Linked DNA regions of Sus scrofa: regions 2 and 3 are each linked to region 1. A link is a contact called in public Hi-C and HiChIP or PLAC-seq data. All regions are on one chromosome and are shown on one strand. Each heading gives the region's core, a stretch centred on a gene start, on an enhancer-like site or on the middle of the called end of the contact. The rest is flanking DNA. Distances are from core to core; before and after follow the strand shown. Region 1 overlaps EFCAB11 (EF-hand calcium-binding domain-containing protein 11). Region 2 has its middle 200 kb from the start of FOXN3. Region 3 has its middle 150 kb from the start of FOXN3.

Region 1 (2,700 bases), core at 77-2,576:
AATGGATGGATGAACAAACTCTTAGTAACGCCTTTGCTATCCTACCTTTTGGAAATCTCATACTTGCGTCTCCAGTCTTACACGTTTAGGCAGATTCACACCAACAAGTCAATATCCCCAAGGATAGACAGGCAAATAGCTGAAAACCAGATCTATCTGAGTAGCTCTTTTACGAGTCTGAGTCTGCAAAATCCTTGTGAAATGTTACAACCTAGAAATATCTCTTCATTAGTGGAGCACGAGGCATTACCGGACACAAAGAGGACTTCCTGCCCTAAAGCCCTGGCTAAGTCCAGGGGTATCGTGTGGGGCTCAAAAACAACTGAGTCACCGTCTCTGCCTCAAAGGAGGGAAGTGTCGGGAAAACACCACCTAACAAACCCTCGGGATCTCATCTTTCACCAACTCTGGGGAAAAGTGATTACTATTCCCATTTTACAAGCTGGGAAAACTGAGCTCTAAAGAACTGATACAGGGAGTTCCCTGGTGGCCTAACAGTTAAGGATCCAGTGTTGCCATCTGGTGACGTGTGGCTCAGATCACTGCCGTGGCGCAGATTCGATCCCTGGCCCGGAAATTTCCATGTGCCATGAGTGTAGCCAAAAAAAATAGATGTAAGTGACCAAGGGGCGGTTATGAAATATGTAGGGAAATTCAAACCTGCTCTAGGGTTTTAAATTTCCTGACTTCCTGAATTGACAGGCAGTCTTTATCTAGGTGAAAGGAAGATTATTTAAATTTAAATAGTCTTTATAATATCATAAAAGTCAGTTCTAGGATTATCTGTTAAAAACATTTTTTCGACTTTGTTTCTTTTTTACTTTTTTTTACTTTTTAAAACTCTGATAGCTTTCCATAGCATATTCTATGTTTGGAAGATTGAAACAAGTCAGAAGAAAACTTCAATGGGATAATAAAATCATAAAATGCTATTACTTAGGTGCTTTAGCCAGTGTAAAATTTAAAAGTATAACTAAGTAAGGCCTTTTTTTTTTTTTAAGACTAGTACAAGTAACATCTTTGGTTAGATCTGACTGATGGATCCAGACCTTTGACGTCTTAACTCCAAGTCCTCTGTTTTTCTGGCCGCATCTCCAGGACACATTCAGGCAACAGACTATCGCTCTACGGGACTTGTTAGGCACTAAAAAACAAAGGCTTAAACAAACCTAGTCCACAAAAAGCACATTAATAGTTAAAAAAAAAAAAAGTAGTAATAATACAAAATAGTACTTCTTAGCTCTAAATTCCACACCTAAATAGACCCAGGAATACGGCACTAGCACACAGTATTGGCCTCACTTCTGTTCCCCAGCCAGCAGGCTACGGGCGAGTTCCAGAATGGAGCCGGGAGTTACACAACTATGCCATCTCCGACAGGCAAATCCTATGGGAGCCAATGACATATGTACAGAAGTTTACTAGAAATGTACTCTGCCGTCCATCAGAGATACTCGGTTTAGTTCCTAAATTTAGAAGGTGCAATAATTTGGGCATACGTTTTTGGTACTAATTTTTCAAAAACTAATAAGACAACATTTATTAAGAAAGGCTCTGGGCTAACTTCCTCTCCTTTCAGTTAATTTCTTATCAGAATTTTTAGCACCACCAACTGGCTAAAGAGACCAACTACAAATGTGCTTGGCTCTCAGTGGGCTTTGTTCATTAAAAGAAGATCATATAGATATTTCACGTTTAATTTATGGTAAAGCAATTTATTTCAATCACTAAATAAAATTAGAAATGCCTTTCCTTGTCAGTCAAATAAAAAATAATCCACTTTGGCTTTTTCACTTAAGAAGAAGGTATGTTTTGCTTAGTAAGTTATTAGAGAAAACTAAATCTACCCACTAAAGCTAATTTGATTTATTCTACCATAAGCTCACACTAAAAAGCAAAGACTAAGAACTAAATGAAAATTAGAAAGTAAGAGAGAGATAGCAACTAAGTGGTATTGAATACTATGCTTGCCTACAGTGTCCACAAAAGACATTAATTTAATTGGAACTAAAAATGATTGAGGAGGCAATTTCACATTTAAAAATTTTTGAGGAGTTTTTGTTGTGGCTTAATGGTAACAAACCAAATTAGTATCCATGAGGACGAGGGTTTGATCCCTGGCCCTGCTCAGTGGGTTAAGGATCCAGCATTGCCGTGAGCTGTGGTATAGGTCACAGATGCAGCTCTGATCCAGCACTGCTGTGGCTGTGATGTAGGCTGGCAGCTGTAGCTCTGATTGGACCCCTAGCCTGGGAACTTCCATATGCCATGAGTGTGGCCCTAAAAAGAAAATAAATAAATAAATAAATTTTTATCTTTTTTTCATCAAGATTCCTGACTCAGAGATGGATGCTGATATATGAACATGTGAATATGTACTGCCATTGCGCTTTCCCTCCTATTTAACTGAGACCCATCTAGCAATGGATGCCAGTGTAGAGACAGCACAACTGAACCATAGGGGCTCATCTGATTTCTGTACATCAGCTTGTGGAAATAAGTATTCCTGAAGAACTAGGTCCAATTTTTTTTCCCCCAAACAACCGATCTGTGGATAGAAGGTGTCTATGAAAAGGATATCCGGCCACTTGTCATGCCGAACTGGTAACCAGCAGAATGAATGGCACCACACTCTAACAAATTGGGTCACTAAAAGAAACTTCTCTAGTAGACAACGCGCAAGAAAGGAAAAGAAAGTTT
Region 2 (2,700 bases), core at 33-2,532, 190 kb before region 1:
GCATTCCGGCAAAATGCAAAATAAAAAAGTTCCAAGTGAATGATCCTTTAGGGTAGAAAAAGGTTAGCTGTGAATACGCTTGTGAAATATACTGTGGAGGATTCTCATTCTGAGATTATGATCGTTCTTGCCTCCAGGTTCAAGTGTTGCTCAATCAGCAAGGTGCTCAATTCACAGTGATTGCGGCGCATTTCCTCGTTGATCAGGAAAATGCGTAATCTCAGCCTAGACACATTTACCATAAAAATGAATATACGAAATAGGATTTTTGATTTAAATTTTCCAGTTGCAGCATATCGAGAAAAATATATGCAAGAGAAGATTCTGTTTGAAAAGCTCTAATTCAAATAAGTCCAAAAAGAACACATCTCTATGTACCTAACGCTGTCTTGCCATTAGATAGCAAGCTTTTCTCGCTCAGAGCCCTTGTCAATTTGATTAAACTCACAAACACGTGGCTGACTCCGCCCCTTTTAAAAATACTCTCTAGCCGAGCCGGAGGATGACTGAGAAGCATGTGGCTTTGTTTCTGTGAGTGGGTCCTTTAACAGAGCAATCAGAACACACAACACTAGCTAGAGGCGAATACGTTTAAATTTAATACCCCACAACTGAATTGCCCAAACGCAGATCATTGCAGAGAGGAATTCAGAAGAATGCAAATTCAAGTCCAGAATCCAGAATACCCTTCCAGCCATGGGCATTTTCAGTTTAAAAATGGGCCTCATGAAATATGATACTTATTTGTAGTGTCGTTTTAAAAGGCTAATTTTGGAAGCCGCTCTGTTTTCTGCATATTCTCTTTCCAAGATTAAAGATCCTTCAGGTGAAACACTTGATAGAAAAGAACGGGACCCTGGGTGTGTGTGTGTGTGTGTGTGTACACACATGTACGTGTCTCTTGCAACGGTAGAGGAAAAAAGGTCCAATGAAATTCCAAAACAGTTAATTCAGCCTAGACCTGGCCCGGATGACCAACTCTGTCCTCACGAGACAGCCAGGCCGTTAGCTGGCCCAGGCGGCTGGGAAGCGAGTGGGGACCAAGCGGCCTTGCAGCCCGGCGGCCACGCTTACAGATGGCGCAGGTCCCCGCCGGACCGAAGCTGGAGCTGGCGGTGGGGTGGGGGAAGGTCGCCCCGCAGCTCACGCGGGGCCCAGAGCCCTAGCTTCCTGCAGGTTCCGCCGGCGTCCGGCGGGGCGGACGCGCTACCATAGCAACGGCGGCCCGCCCCCCGCTTCCCGGCGCCGCCGCGCCACGCAGGGTGGGATGGGGCGGGGCGGCCGTTGCTAGGAAACCGGCGGCGGCCTTCCGCCTCCGCGGCGCAGTCTCTAGGCTTCCACCCTTCACCTACTTCAGCCCAGCCCGGAGGGAAGTGGGGGAGGGTCGGAGCGGCGGGCGAGGAGCTACATGGTGGCCCAGGGCCCGGGCCGTCCTCCTTTGAGGTCGACCCTTCCGGCCGGGAAGACGTCCTCTCTTCATTTGGCTTGTGTCCTGTGCCCGCAGAGGAGAAATGAACGGAAACACTTCGGCATTGCCTCTCCCGGGACTGGCTGTGTAAGGACAGTGACGTCCCCAAACTCCGCTGAGGACCTTTATCCGCCTTCTGAAAGGAACCCTTTTTTGAGCTTTACTAGGTCGAGGAGCAATGTTAAGCACTTGGCATACATGAACTCATTTTCTGTGCTGTGAAGCAGGAGCTAGTACCTTCATTTGAACATGAATAAAATGTGGCTACGGTCGGAGAACCGGTTGGCGTGGAGCCAGAATTTGATGTCCAGTCTTGCTTAACTTCAAGGTCCCTGCTTTTTTTTTAAATAGTTAAGTGTCCTCCGTCAGCTGCCTCTTGGCTAGCACATCGTCCCGTCCTTTGCCATCCAACCAACACACCAACTGGGACACGCTGTCTGGAAATGGTCTGACAAGGAGATGGAGAAGCTGAAATCGAGGTTGTCCAGAAAACCTGGCACATAGAGTTTACACTGATTTATCATCGATAATTTACAGATGTCCCAGTCTGTAATGTAGCAAGGGAGTTGCAACTTAGGGTTCTCAGATTCTTACTAAAGGAAGAGAATCTAAACCAAAGAATTTGCCAAAATCCAGATCAACTTGTTGTGTGTATCCCATGGTGGGCTACGTATTGTGGGAGATTAAAAGATTTCCCCCCCCCAAACAGGGCCTGTGCACAGAGAGTTTATTTGCTATTAGGAAACTGTCTTGTTTTGTCTTGATTCTTGATTGTGCAAGTAATTTATTAAGGACAAGCTTCCAGAAGACACAAATAAGGGAAGCAGAATAGGGCAGGAGGATAAGGCAAGCAAGGCAGGAATGTAAGGTCAAGTTCCAGCCTCAGCTTGATCCAGAGGCAGCTGTGGGGCACAAATTACACAGAGAGTTGCTCGGCCCTGAAGCAAGGGAGCTGGGTTTTTACACCCCTGCTCTTACCAGCCCCTGGCGATGGGCCTTCCTGAACACCCAACACTTCCAGGGTGAGTCTAGGTGAAGGGACTCTAATAGATTAAGGGTAGTTCTTTGAAGGCTGGAGGTGTGAGCCATTAGGAGAGAAGCACCCGGAAGCTAGAGGATGGGGACGGTGAACAAGTAAAGGGGGTCTGAGAGGGTTTGGGCAAAGTACCAAAAGCATACACTACAGTCCACCCCTTGCAGCATTCAGATTCACATGTTCCCTGGTTAAGTTT
Region 3 (2,996 bases), core at 123-2,622, 240 kb before region 1:
TATAGTTGATTTACAATATTATATTAGTTTCAGATGTACAGCATAGTGATTCCCTATATTTATAGATTATACTCCATTTAAAGTTATTACCAGATAATGGCTATAACTCCCTGTGTTATACAATGTGTCTTTGTTGCTTATCTATTTGACACACAGTAGTTTGTATATCAATCCCCTACCCTTCCTTTGTCCCTTCTCTCTCCCCTCTCCCTTCAGGCGACCACGAGTTTGTTCTCTTTATCTGCGAGTCTGTTTCTGTTTTGCATACATTCGTTTGTATTGTTTTTTAGTTTGCACACGTAAGTGATATCATACATTATTTGACTGGCTGCCCTGAATGTAAACTTCAACCATGAATTATAAGGGCTATGTGAGGCTAATTATTCATTGTATTGTATTGTATGTATTTTTTGCTTTTTAGGGTTGCATGTGTGACATATGGAAGTTCCCAGGCTAGGGGTCGAATCAGAGCTGCAGCTGCTGGCCTACATCACAGCCACCGCAATGCCAGATCCTTAACCCATGGAGCGAGGCCAGGGATGGAACCTGCATCCTCATGGATACTAGTCCAGTTCATTTTTGCTAAGCCACAATGGCAACTCCTAAGTATTCATTTTAAAGAGGTGCTAATTAAAAATCATGTGAGGAATATATCATTTTGATTAAATCATATCCACAAAATTGAAAATTCCACAAAGAAACTGATTTTTAAAATGTTGCATTTAGTAATTTCAAGAAATTGGATTTCAAAGCCACACCTGACTCTGAAATGGCCTCTACAGTAGCACTTCCTTTAAAAAAAATTTTTTTTTTTTGTTACAAGTGAAGAATAAGTGTTTGCGTTCTGACTATAATCAGTATTTCAATGGAGTGGAGATATTTTAGTGCCTTCAGTGGGCATTTATCTTCTTGCCGTCAGCACAATAGAACAAAAATGTACCCATATTAGCATTAATAATACAACCAAGTCCATTATGCAGACTTTCTTGTCAGTTAAATTTGTTGCAGGCTCAGTTTTGGATTCAATTTCATACATTTAGAAGTACTTTTGCTGTCAAGCAAATTTTTGTTTTATCATTTTAATTTTGAAGAGTTTTTTTTCTTTCTTTCTTTTCTTTTTTTTCTTTTTTTTTCTTTTTTTTTTTTTTTTTTGGCTCTCCTGTGTCTAAATTACCTTTTTAGATGTTGGCAAATGGTTCTTCCCCACTGATATAGGAAGGATTTGATTTGGCAAACTCAGATATTTTCCCTAGGATGTGAATAGAGTTAATTTTAACAGAGCTGTTTCATTTTAACAACCTCAACTTGCACAGCGCATGTCCTGCCAAACAGCTTTGTGTATGATCGCCGACTGATGTCAGCGCGGTTCTAGAAATAGTATTTGATAGTTAACAGCTGCCACAGAGCCAGAAGGGGAACACGAGACATTGTGTTGCAGGAGGGTTTCTGAAACGAGCGGCTATTGTTTTTTTTTTTTTTATTTATTTATTTGATTTCTTGACAACAGGAGAGTTTTAGATCCCAGATAGAGGCTTTTTAAAAAGACGGATGTTCCTAAAGAGGTCAGGCAGATCCGAGGACCTCGCCGTGATACACCATGGAAATATTCTGCTCTGAAATAGTCTTGGATTCATCTCCTAGAGCTTTTAGTCATTTTGCCATGTTGTAGATGTTCCACGTATAGGACACAAAAGTGTTGCTTTCGGTTGAGCGTTGGCAAACCTTTTCTTTAAAGAGCCAGATAGTAAATATTCCAGGCTTTCTGGGCCGTGCAATCTCTATGGCACCTATCCAGTTCGGCTGTTACCAGGACGAAAGCGGCCAAAATGCAAACAGATAGGAGGGGCTGTGTTCCAATAAAACTTTATTTACAAAACCAGCAGTGGGACGGAGTTGGCCGTAGCTGGAGGGTTTCCGCTCTTGCTTTGAATAAGTAGTGGGCATATGCCTCACATTTCTATGCAGCGTTCCATAAAGGTTAAAGGTACCCACTCCCTCTTACGGGCTTATGAATCAAGTTCCACGTGGACCCCCCGTGGAAACACGTGCAGTTCTTTTATGGCCGCGGAGGGGTACTTCATTACACACGTATGTGTGCTCTACAGCCACTCTAATAATGGTTTGAGAGTAATGTGAGCAATAGATATGCTTTTATGAACTGAGAGGATAAAGATCATGATCTCTGGTGCACAATGAACCTGATTTTTCCTCCCTTTCTTATTTTATTTAAGTTAATATCACCCTTAAAGTTTGAATTATCCTGCAAAAAGGCAGGCTCATTAACGCCGGTTCAGCTTGTGCATCATCTTAATGGGACATATTTTGTAATGATGTGAATCACAAAACAGTTCTGTGCTCCAAATGACCTGCATGTTTCACTGAAGTCACTGCAAGGAGTGCATATGAGAAAGAAAAAGGGTTTTATTATTTAAAGATACCTTACACTAGGGAAAAAAAAAATCTGAGAAAGAAAAATTAAAGCACGGTCTAAAAAAAGAAAACCAAAGAATATGTTGGTTGCAAAATGTTATCTCAAAAGCCTTTCTACAGTCTCCCTGTGCCCACCACGTTCAGCCATGAACTGACTACCATGAAAATTACCAATTTGACCGTGTACAAAGATGGGGGGAAAGGTAAAAATGCCTTACACTTACATTTTTCGGTATTCACGAATCACAGTTGTTCTAGAAATGCTATTTTAGCCTTTGGCCTCTCAAAGGGAAAGCGATGATCTCAAGCCTGAGAATGTCTGCTTGAACAAGATCTCATGCAAGAGCATCTTCCTAAAAAGGAATCACTTTCCCCAAACATGCCTCTTGTTCAAGGCTACATTTTCTATTAACAAGAGTTTTTGGAGACCGTTCCCTCTCTTCATGTCACAACAAATAGTTTCTTTGTTGTCTTGTTCTTTCTTGTTTTTCCTGTTTGTTAGTTTCTGGAGATGGGAATGTCATCTATTTGTCTGATGGGATTCGGAATGATCTTAATACCATTGC

Evidence for each region. Hi-C and Micro-C count contacts between places; a contact is called where the count stands out from the background. HiChIP or PLAC-seq counts read pairs in DNA pulled down with a chosen protein or histone mark.
Region 2: a contact with region 1 is called in an H3K27ac HiChIP or PLAC-seq map of skeletal muscle, with 4 times the contacts expected there. The contact joins two enhancer-like sites. A contact is called at or near these places in 6 of 47 Hi-C or Micro-C datasets (embryonic fibroblasts, fibroblasts, psoas muscle and 2 more) and 2 of 2 datasets of contacts at active chromatin or transcription factors (alveolar macrophages and skeletal muscle).
Region 3: a Hi-C map of skeletal muscle shows a contact between it and region 1, with 6 times the contacts expected there. The contact joins two enhancer-like sites. A contact is called at or near these places in 3 of 47 Hi-C or Micro-C datasets (embryonic fibroblasts and skeletal muscle).

Annotation. Positions count from the first base shown.
Region 1 is chr7:111,729,330-111,732,029 of Sscrofa11.1, forward strand. All of the region lies in intron 5 of EFCAB11 (EF-hand calcium-binding domain-containing protein 11), which reads right to left. Among named protein-coding and RNA genes, the nearest start is that of EFCAB11, 36 kb to the right of the region's middle. Within about 2 kb of position 1,327, at least 12 of the 83 cell types and tissues checked have an H3K27ac peak or open chromatin away from gene starts, as enhancers often do. A contact at or near this core is called in retroperitoneal adipose tissue and skeletal muscle, where this site is marked.
Region 2 is chr7:111,535,274-111,537,973 of Sscrofa11.1, forward strand. No RefSeq gene overlaps it. Among named protein-coding and RNA genes, the nearest start is that of FOXN3, 200 kb to the left of the region's middle. Within about 2 kb of position 1,283, at least 76 of the 83 cell types and tissues checked have an H3K27ac peak or open chromatin away from gene starts, as enhancers often do. A contact at or near this core is called in retroperitoneal adipose tissue and skeletal muscle, where this site is marked.
Region 3 is chr7:111,493,874-111,496,869 of Sscrofa11.1, forward strand. No RefSeq gene overlaps it. Among named protein-coding and RNA genes, the nearest start is that of FOXN3, 150 kb to the left of the region's middle. Within about 2 kb of position 1,373, at least 10 of the 83 cell types and tissues checked have an H3K27ac peak or open chromatin away from gene starts, as enhancers often do. A contact at or near this core is called in skeletal muscle, where this site is marked.